Linked DNA regions of Mus musculus: region 1 is linked to region 2. A link is a contact called in public Hi-C data. All regions are on one chromosome and are shown on one strand. The core of a region is the stretch at or near the end of the contact, and the rest is flanking DNA. Distances in the headings are between cores, read along the strand shown. Region 1 overlaps Tmem131l (transmembrane 131 like). Region 2 holds the start of Trim2 (tripartite motif-containing 2).

Region 1 (5,410 bases), core at 477-2,976, 320 kb before region 2:
AGCAGGGGAGGAAGGAGAGGGCCCTGCACGCATGACCCTGCTGACTGTTGATGAGTAACTATGCTTTCCTGTATCACTGTGTTCATCTTTTTTGGAATGAGTAATAAATACACATGTGAACACAGCTGTTATAACAGCAAATGGCATAGTCTGCATCTCATACATCAGACAGCATGTATCTCCTGCAAGTGTTCTTCAAAAGCTAGACTGCCAAAATAGGCTATTTCTAGTAAGTAGGATACACATTTCCAAAGAATTCTCCTCCAAGTTGTCAAACATCCAGAAACAACCAGCTATTGGCTACTAAGAATACGAAAGAAACAGCATGATCTGGTCAACTGAGCTTCTGCAACTCAGTAACTCTGGAGCAAGACTCGGACTTCAAACCCTTCGTGAACATTTATTTTAGGCAGTCAAGTCCATTCCATCTGTGCAAAATGCCAAGAAAAATGATTCCCAAGGAGACTCAGAGAGCTGTGGTTACTTAGCCTCCCTGAAGTGGTGCAGGCAGGGCAGCTGCAGACTGAGAAGCAGTGCCTGCTGCAATCGACCCCAAGCAGAGGCTGCCTTGAGTCTCTGAAAGAACCAAATAATGACTCAGGGAAACCTGGCCATGCTGCAAGAAAGTTTGTAGCTTCAGTTTTATGGATGAGGCAGGACCCAGTGCACACTCGACTGAGCTAGTCCCACAACAGAAACTGTAAAGCCCCACCTCACCTGAGGTGTCAGACTCATCAGTAGCTACATAGACAATAGAGAGGTGATCTAGCAGGGCTTGAGTGTTCTCTTCAGGTTGCTTGGAGGAGTTTTCCACTGCTACAATGATGTTCATCTCCAAGTGTAGCGCATCATCAGATCCCAGAGAGCAACTCTGAAATGGGAGGCGTGGGGAAAGGAGAAAAACTCAAAAACAAAACAAAACAGAACAAAACAAAAATCATCTGAGCTCTAAGACTGCATATTGCTGGAGAAAAGAAAACAGTCGAGGCAAGAGCCTATTGAGGATGAGAATACACTGCAGTTTTCATTTTGATTTTTAAGAGGCAGGAAAGAAAACTGAGATCTGCTAAATATTGTTATACCTTCAATTGCTGACACACTTTATTATGTAAACTGCATTCCAGTTGCACCCGCAGCAGGCTGGTATTAGTGGTCTCTGCCTAAAAGATAGAAGGAAGGAAACTTAGGTGGAGGCCCCAAGCATCATCCAGTCCTAAGAGCGAGTCATTCATACAGTGAGTTCCAAACAGCTACTGACTGCTGCATGCTATGCTGTACTGGAAATATATTCTGTTGTCAGTAGGCGTACACTCTCAAGGAAGGAATGAAAGTTCCTAGTAAGGCAGGAAGCAAGAGTATGTATATCCCATGTATACTGTCTTGGGTGTGTTTAGTATTTGGTTAAAAACAAAGAACTACACTTTTATTTTAAAGTGGGGTTACCCATTAATAACCTATTGACTATTTTTTGCTTTTTTTAAAGGTGTGTGTGTGTGTGTGTGTGTACTAGTGTCTGAGAAGGTCAGAAGAGGGCAATAGATTCTTTGAAACTGGAGTTACAGGCCATTGTGGGCCTCCGTGCAAGAGTGCTGGAAACCAAAATGAGGTACTCTGCAAGAGCAACAAGTATTCTTAGCCATCAAGCCATCTCTCCAGTGTTGCAAGAAATATTAAAAGGAACAGCAAGTTCCTATGCTACACCCTGCTACTCTTAGCCCCAGCAGTCACGCTCTGACTCAGAGCTCCAAAATCTCTCCACCCTGCTTGCTAGGTTCTCACTGGCCAGTCACTAACATGCCAGCCCCATGCTTCAAATCCCCCACGGCCTTTGTGTTGCACATCAGGCAAACCCACACTTTGCCAGCCATACCTTTCTCTCTTGAACCAAGAAAAACTGCTGTGTGAAGCAAAACACCATACAAACTTAATTCAGGAACAATCGTAACTTAATAGCTGGGTGCAACAATGAAATCCTAATCTCATAAGCCTTGTTTTAAATCCAAATCCAGGTGTCAAATCCTGACTGATCTGCCATTGAAACCAGGAGACACTTGTAGCTACATTTTGTTCAAGCTATCCCCATCCAAAAAGAACTAACTCTCTCCTGTTTCTCTCTTCCTCTGTCCAACCCAGAAGTCCCTCCTACTCGCTCAGTGATTGGCTCCTTTATTCAGTAGGGGGTTGGTTCACAAGAAGTCACCTGAGTATATGACTCACTCCTTGTCTGCAACCCCTCCTAGGAGAACAGAATTAGCATCAAAATACAAACAGCACCAGGCCCATTCACAACACTCCAGCCCCAGCCTGGTTTGATTTTTGAAACCAGGTCTCACAGTACAGCCGAGTGTCCATAAGATCATCCTGCCTCATAGGCCTAAATGCTAAGATTACAAGTATGCACTATTATACCCAATCAACTTCCTGGATTGTTTGCTTGCTTGTTTTGCTTTTCAATGTATACCTTCTTTCAATTCAATGACCACTAGAAGCCATGACGTGGACTCTGACAGAAACTTCAAAAACAGATGTCCAAATGTCAACTGCCTGCCATTTTTAACACATGAAAGGGCTATGGATGGAAGACAGAAGTATAAGGAAAGAATGCAGGACTCTGTCAAGTTCAAAGATCTCAGCCATCTTTCATAGAACTTCAAGGAGAAGACGAGAACAACCCAATCAAGGAGGGATACCATCGTCCAGGTTGGGGTGGGGCTGCATACATAAGAGGAGACAGTGAAGTTAGCACAGCACACAAATCTCAGAAACATGGCCTTTGGCAGATTCTCCTGCACAAGGTCTCTGTCACAGTCATTACAAAAGAAACATATTCAGCCCAGGAGCCAGAGTCTGAGCACTGGGAAAGCTTGCTTAACTATGTATGAGTACCTGATGCCAGGCGAGCCACGGCTAAGCAGAATCACTTCCCTAAACCTAAGGATGCATTTTAGGGATCAGGCTATGACTCAAAGGGAAAGCAGAGGATTTTTGATATTTAGGGACCTGGACCCACTGATTCATCCCTCAGTACTAAAATGAATTACTTTGGTTCTCATTCATACCAACTGAAGTGCAGAAAAAAATAATAAAGTATATTACATGTTTAAGTATAGTACAAAGTATTCAAGATGCCTTGAGCATATACGTGAAATCCAACAAAGACTTACAAAATTACTGCTAGTAAATAATATTCTACTCTGTCTAAAGCAGAGCAGTGCTATGAGGTTGCCAGGGCAGCCTGCTGGCTACATCTGCCCCACTGATCTTCAAGGGCCATTGTGATCTGGCTGGTGAATGGTTAAGGAGTCTGTTCTCCCTCCGTGCGCCCTCCTGAAGCTGCGCATGCGATACACAGTAGCACTGTATAGACAGAGACCATTTCTCATTCAAGATATGGACCAGAGAGAGAAGAATCACTCTTCAGCCAAGAGTACATGGGTATCCATACTCCCAATACAAACTCCAAACAACCTCTCAAAGTAAAACTATGAACAAATCCCTGCACCAAAGACATGAAACAGCCTGCTTCTCTCTATTTCCCTGCTTCTGTCTCCCGACCATCAGTCATGGTTGATCTGGGTGCTGCGTTTCTTACACTTTCGTCCTCCACCCAAGGGAGCTCTGCAACAAGCTGGGCACCTTGCTGCACATGGAGGTCCTAAACCACTCATCATCTTAGCACCACCAGCAGCCCTGGCATTATTCACACCTGAGAAGTCCACTTCACTTCACCGTCTGAGCCTCCATTATAGCCAGTTACACTGGCCTCCTCCATCCCCCCAAACCATGCAGCTCTAGGATGGTGAACCGTGTCCCCAGCCTAACTCCAGTCTTCTGCCTGTTTCTGCGAATGAGGCTTTCCTGGAACACAGCTGGGCACTTTACTTTCTGCACTTTGTCAGCTCTGCACCATATTGATGCTGAGTGCCAGCCTCGCTGAGTACAGAGCCTAAATAAATAACTACACTAGCCACAGTAATTGAGAGAGAAACTTGCGGTGTGCTAACTTCCTCCCTGTACCCTTTCCACTCCACTCTCCCTCCACAAAGGGTGAGTTCACAAGCCAGACACGATGGCCGGCACCTACCATGTGGAGGTGGAGGCAAGAGAACTGCAAGATCAAGGCCCCCATGTCCACACTGGCTACACTGCTCTAGTTGGTATCTTTGAAACTGCTGTTCCTGTAGAGTGAACCCACTTGCTAGCCTGCCTACCACCATCCCCTACTTGCTATCTAATTTGCCTCAGCGTAAATACCCTCAGAAGCCATACCTGAGCAGCCACCCATCACTACACAGGGACACCTGCTACCTAACTCTTTCTAACGTTCCTCACTTGCACGGTAACAATTTGGTCAGGTCTACCTTCTTCAGTAGATCATAAGCACTCAACTCCATGTTCTGCCTAAGGAGGGAGTTGATATATGGCTGGCGAACTGACAGAGGGTGTGCAGTCCACAGACACCACACAACTGGGAAAACATGTGCACAGATGAAGAGCTGCTTGGAACTAGGTTTTTGGTTAAAATAGTTTCCTTCCCTCTAACTTTTCTCTGAATGGATAAATAATGTTGAGCGTTCAGAATGACAATTTAAACATAATTAAGAACACAGTGACCTCATATGATTTACAAGCTGATGTTGTTATTCTTGGTAAGTTTTCACATAGATGATTTTTATAATCTGCCAAATTAAGCAAGATTTGTGTGCTCAGTAAAAGCATAACATAAAGAAACCACTCAAGATTCTGTGCTTCTCTATTCTAGGGGCTTAAAAAAGGAAATGTTTAACTCTGGAATATTCTCTCTCACATACCATTAGCTCTTTTAAGGGTGGGACTTGTGTCTAAATACAAAATTCACTTATGTCTTAAATGCTTTATACATATAGCCTGGACATAATTTCACAAATTATTTTTGTATTAGATATTTTCTTTATTTACATTTCAAATGTTATCCCCTTTCCTGGTTTCCCCTCTGAAAACCCCCTATCCCATCCCCCCTCCTCCTGCTCACCAACCCACCCACTCCTGCTTCCTAGCCCTGGCATTTGCCTATGCTGGGGCACAGAGCCTTCACAGGACCAAGGGCCTCTCCTCCCATTGATGACCGACTAGGCCATCCTCTGCTACATATGCAGCTAGAGCCATGAGTCCCACCATTTGTTTTCTTTGGTTGGTCATACATTTTTAAAGTAATTCTGCCAATGAAAAACATTTGTGTATATTGAACTATCACGTTTGTGGTGTCCTGTTGGGGCTCAAGATTTTTCAATCTTTAGAGTACTATTAATTTTATAAGTTATGATTTAGGGAGACTCAAACTGTAATTTCCTTCTGATAGATTATATTTCAGAACCCCACAAGGGGGAGCTGGAGTATGTCTACACTGCCTGTGAACTGTGTGGATTTGTCA
Region 2 (5,544 bases), core at 1,003-3,502:
TCTCCACTGAATGAGCCACATCCTCACAGTGATGAATTTGGACAGCGGTAAATTATTGTAGCTTGGACTCTAAACAAACCACTCTTGAACTGCATGGTAACTATTAGTTCTTCCTGAAGAGTCAATAGACTAAAGAAAAGGCCAGAGCATTCCATGTTAATGGCCATACTTTCAAACCCATTTATTTATATTTAGTGTCCTATGAGAAGTTCTCTCTACCTGTATTTCAGTATAAAATAGAAACTACAATCTCACCAAATAATAATCCACACAAGCCACCAGTAACGGGATGATATAAGAATAATTAAAGGTATGGATGCCATGTTTGTTTTTTTTGACACAGTACAATTTATATACATGGAGAGTTTTCTAGGAAAATAAAGGTAAGGTTTGAGTAAACGTTCTCAGAAGATACTGACAGGGCACATTTTCACTGAAACAAACATTGATAATGACAGTTGATGGCCCCATGTATGCCGCAATCCAAAATGAGGTCATGGTAACTGAGTGAAATAGAATTCTGCAAATGAGGGAGGGAAGAAAGGGGAGACCGTATTTACCCAAGGGAGAAGGGAGGCAGGGCCTGCTTCTCTTTAATTGATCTTTAATCATTATATGAGCCTATGTTTGAACAGGACGGGAATGTAGTGCATATCATAAAAAGTCTATAAAATGCTTTCTGTCTTGGTTCAAGGCCGTGGTGGGCCAAGTGCTCTGAATCACTCCTGCTCTTCTGTTGCTTGGAGTTGAAGCGCCCATGCTGGCTCTGTTAAGGGTGAAATGGAGTGGAAATCTGAAACTGGAGGTCATATAAAATCCAGCACAGTAACTCCCGCCCCCAGGAAGGAATCTGGAAGTACTTGTTATGCTGTACTGAGCTTATAACTATATTTCAAGAATACAGATGTGAAGGTTAAGCTCCATCTTAGAAGGAAAAACAAACCAACCAACCCTGAGCGGGCGCGGGGGGGGGGGCGGGCATAGATATGCAAACTGTCACAAGAACAACCTCTCATGTATATCCTAGCGTGTAGCCTAATCTTTAGACTCTCAGAACTTCAAATGCTGTTAAATGTACTATCTAAAAAGCATTTGAGAGGTGGGGCCGTAACTTATCAGTTCAGCCGAGCATTAATTCCCCAGAACCTCAAAATAAATAAATACGTGTCCCGTTCCCCCTCCCCCCCACACACACACTAGAATTAAAAAGTATTTGAATCTAACGCTATCTGTGCCCTAATTCGATTAAGGAGTTGCAGAAAATAAGTCAGTTGCTCCCTGGAATCGATTAGATTACAAATGGGGAAATGTCTGGGGTTCGCGGAATGCTTTGCATCTGACAAGCATTTTTGGGACAAGCTTCCTCCCCACCCCCAATCCTTTACATCTTGACAGCAGCATGCAGATTTTTCAGCATCAATCAAAAAGCCCAGAAAGGCAACATCTCCACCTTTTAATAAACCAGACGTGCAGCGTGAGCTTGGCCAGAGGGTAAGCGTGAAAACTAATAGACAGGAATCTAGCTGAGTAGTTCCTTCAAAGAGAAAGAACATTTTTTTGTTTGTTTATTTTTGGAAGAAAAAGAAATGGGGTTGGGGGTGGGGGTGGGAAGAGGACACCTTTCCAAGCTTTAAGATTATAGAGTCGCTTTCTACTCCAGGGTCAAATGACTTTGCAAGCGTTCCTTGCAGGTCAGGGTCTGCAGAGGGTCCGTGAGATTCCGGGAACAGTGCTGGCGGGCTGACAGCTCCGAAAAACCGCCCGCGCCCCTCACGCCCCCACCCCCAGGGACACTTACCGCGACCCTCGCGGCTGCTGCTCGCACCCGGATCTCTGGCGGCCGCGGACCCCGGTATCCCGGCTCCCGCCGCACGCGGCCTCACGGTCACACGGCTCGCTCGCGGGACACGATCTGAGCGGCGGGCTCGGCAGAGAGGACGGACGCGAGGAGCGGAGCTGGCCTCGCGGGCCGCGCCGGGGCCTTCCCTCCGTGTCGTCTGTACCAAACAGCTCCTCTCTGGGTCACTTCCATTCTGTGCTCAGTCCCAGAGCGGCGAGACATCTGCTTTCCATAAGCCTCGCGCAGAGGCAAATCCTGGATTAGATGCCAGAGCCCACGGTACAGCTGATCCGCGCACAAAGAGCCGCGGACAAACACGCAAGTTGGTGCCCGGTTCCAGAACGATTCGGATGACTCAGGCGGCCGCAGCCGGGATGCGCCAATCCGCGGCTGGCTGGGTTTTCAGGTCTACTGCGGAAAACTCTCTCTCTCTCACACACACACACCCGCCCGCCCACCCCACGAAAGCACGCTCTGTCCCTGCAGGGGAAGTGACTTCAGCTGTACCGGGCTGAGCGAGCTCGACGCAGCCTGCCTCCACCGCCGGGCGTTCGGTATTGAAAGCACACACTGCTGACCGTGACAAGGGGAAAAGCTTTGCTTTAATTCCAATTCACGAGTCAGTTATGATACAGTCAGCGCTGAAAAGGATGAGGAAGTGCTGTCTTTGCAAATTGATTTTTCATTCTCCCAAACAGCTGGGCAAAATTGCTGTTTCTCCGCCCCCCCCCCCCCCCCCCCCGTCCCTTCCTCACTTTGGAGTGCCTTTGACAGCGTGAAGTCGCTACTTCCTCTCAAGTGCTCTACTGTGTTGGGCTGGTTATGCTAGGGAGACTTACCAGTTCCCAACCCTGAAAAATTACAGTCAAAGAAACATAGGGTGGGGTTGGGGAGAGCACAGATGGGGCTTTTCAATCAGTCTAGAATCCAAAGACAGCTCCCCACCTCCAACCCCCACCTGCCGCCACCTCCCGGACAAGCCTTTTAAATTTTGGGCTTCTGCAGGCTCTAGAACAAAGAGGCTGGGCACTAGCTGATCCTGAATGTGGCTTTAGGGGCAGAGCAGGAGCAATGAAGACAGATAGATGCTCTATGGTGGATGGCAAAGAAGTTAGGTCACCGTGCTTGTCGTCCTAGGTAAACTGGGACCTTGGCATCTGACTAGAAACTAAAGGGACCCTCTGAGAGATTTGGAGCTGGCAAGTGATGTAATAAGATTTCCACCGCAGAAAGATAATTTCACAAGGCTACTCCAACCTAGAAAGGGGGTGGAGGTGAGTTTGAAATGAAGGGGAAAGACTCCAAAGACAGCAAGAGAGAGACTAAAATAAAATGCCCATTACAGGGGTGGGGCAAAGGTATCCTACAGAGGTCATAGCCTCCTGTCTGCCTCCTGTGGCAGGACAAGTAGAAGAAAATGAGAGAGGACCCAGAGAAGCCAGGAGTTGGGTTCAGAACGAGGTCACAGAATACAAATCAGCCACACAGATTTCTAAAGTATTTGGGACCTTCTGGCTAAGCAAGACAGGTTGGGCAGGTGTGTGGTTAGACAGCGAAGGTAAATACAGAGTAGAGAAAAACGGTTTGTATTGGTGTGTTGCATCTGTCAAAACAAAGTACCTGGAAGTGAGGAGATTAAATAACAGAAATAAATTGCCTCACAGCCTGGGAGCCTGCAGCCAGTGTGATGGGAGGAGCTTACTCCAGGAAGGACCCCTGGTTCCTTGGCTAGCGGCATTGTAAGCACTTATTTTCCCTGGCTCGCCGTGACCAGATGTCCGCCTCTTTTTGTAAAACGCTAGCCATATTAGGTTAGGGGCCCACCATACTCCAGAATTACTGCACTTCACTAATTACATCTGTCCTCAGGTGTCAGTCAGTTTTCTATCACGATATCAAGATGCTTAAAATAATCATTTTAAAATGAGGAAAGGTTTCTCTTGGTTCTGTTTCAGAGACATGATGATGGGAACATGACAAAGGAAACTGATTCACCGATGGGTGGTCAGGGAACTAGGAGAGTGACATGTACAGACTGTGCTTCCAAAATTCCCTTCAAGGGCAGGGGCCTACAACCGAACTCTGTCCTACCAGGCCCAGCTTCTGAAGTCACACACTCCTGCACTTGACAGTAGTATTGCAGACTGGGGTGAGGCTAGGGGAACAAGCCTTCAACATTCGGACATTTTGAGAAGTCTAAGATCTAACGGCATTTTACTTCTATCTTGTAATGGGAAATCACCTTCTTCCCATAAAAATGTCCCATTCTGAGGTATGGGGGCAGGGCTTAAGGCTTCAACGTAGGAATTTGGGGAAAACAATCGAACTCATAAGATTCACCCACTGTGAGCAGAGTCACATCAGAGGACAGAGAGGAGAAAAGCCACTGTGGGCAAGCAGGCAGCGCCTTGGGTGCAAACGGTGAGAAAGAGGATCAGAAAATACAAGAGGGTTTTATTAAATTTCAGACACACACACACCAACTCGTCTGATCATGTCTTCTATTTAACGCTGCCTGGGAACTTTTATTATTTTTTCCCCTAAAGTGTTTCTATTCTATATGAATCTATCACATACCACGTAACACATGGGCAGAGGCTCAAAGTGCCAGCGGCTGCCATGAACACACACACAGCACAGGTTTGACAGCCTCCCCGTTTAATTCTACTTACTTAGTCCTGATGCCAAGTCTGAAGGACAACAGCTGCCCCTCTTCTTCTAGACTCCTCCCTCCCCATGCTACCCTTCTGTCTTAGTGCCAACGCCCCTTGGGCCCTTGCTGTGAGATAGATGCCACTGTAACCTTTGGATCATCTTCAATGCGATCCACAAAGCTTTGACACAGGTTAGAAAACAACAAACACATAGGAGGTAGAATGTAGTTCTGGTCTCTGTTTCTTTAAGGCTTTCCATGTTATCTCACGGAGCTGACGATAGAAGCCAGGGCCTTGTACACACTAGGCAGGTGCCCTACCATGAGGTGTAGCCCCAACTCTCCTCACACAGCTTTTCATTTGGAATTAGGGTGGGGAGGGGGGGCAGGAGTTGCTATATTGTCCAGTCTTGTCTCCAACCCACCCTGGCTCAAGCAATCCTCCTGCACCTCCCGCGTAGCTGGGTGGGACTCAGACATGTGCTACTGAGTTCCAGCTCTTCAATCTTACACCTTACTCCAAAACAATACATGTGGAATTCTTTATCCCAAAAGCCACCATCGGAGGGTTAGCTGGCCTCCTGGGGGACTCTCTAGTATTCAATTCATGTCCAGAAGGGTGAAATTCTTTTGGGAATCATTGAGGAAGCTTGTGAAGTGGGAAGGGATGTTCTGAGACCCCTGGCAGGGACTGGTATTACAAGGCCATGGCAAGGTCAAGGTGAAACTTTCCTGCTGGTGCTCGTTGGTAGATCAGCCTGCTGACACCACTGCTCAGGAACTGGGGCCTGCTTCCTCACAGGCGGCTTTCATTTCACCTGCTTACATCTGCCCAGTATCTAAAATGTCAGATTAACAGAAAGACTAGTGCATAAAACAGCTGGAAAGAGCCCCTACCTTTTCTTTTGCCTCAGAGGTAGCCAGTGTTTGCTGTGCACACAGGCTGTGTTCAACATCTTGGCACAGAAGGAGACAGCACTGTTTCCTGTATCATGAGTCACATGACTAATGGGGGCGGGAGTCAAAGTACACAGTTAACTATGAGTCTTTC

The links. A called contact is a pair of places that touch in the nucleus more often than the background predicts.
Region 1: a Hi-C map of uterus shows a contact between it and region 2, with 2.2 times the contacts expected there. The contact joins the enhancer-like site here to the promoter of Trim2 in region 2. A contact is called at or near these places in 1 of 484 Hi-C or Micro-C datasets (uterus), 3 of 115 datasets of contacts at active chromatin or transcription factors (bone marrow-derived macrophages, embryonic forebrain and embryonic stem cells) and 3 of 9 other capture datasets (adipose tissue, liver and pancreatic islet).

Annotation. Positions count from the first base shown.
Region 1 is chr3:83,941,670-83,947,079 of GRCm38.p6, forward strand. Tmem131l (transmembrane 131 like) reads right to left here. Exons shown (of 35, transcript NM_172681.4): 8 at 1,083-1,160; 9 at 718-871. Among named protein-coding and RNA genes, the nearest start is that of Tmem131l, 96 kb to the right of the region's middle. Within about 2 kb of position 1,727, at least 47 of the 459 cell types and tissues checked have an H3K27ac peak or open chromatin away from gene starts, as enhancers often do. A contact at or near this core is called in adipose tissue, bone marrow-derived macrophages, embryonic stem cells and 1 more, where this site is marked.
Region 2 is chr3:84,257,527-84,263,070 of GRCm38.p6, forward strand. Trim2 (tripartite motif-containing 2) reads right to left here and starts at 2,253. Exons shown (of 12, transcript NM_001271727.1): 1 at 1,799-2,253. It overlaps Gm40078 (a long non-coding RNA gene), which reads left to right. Exons shown (of 3, transcript XR_867391.3): 3 at 1-698.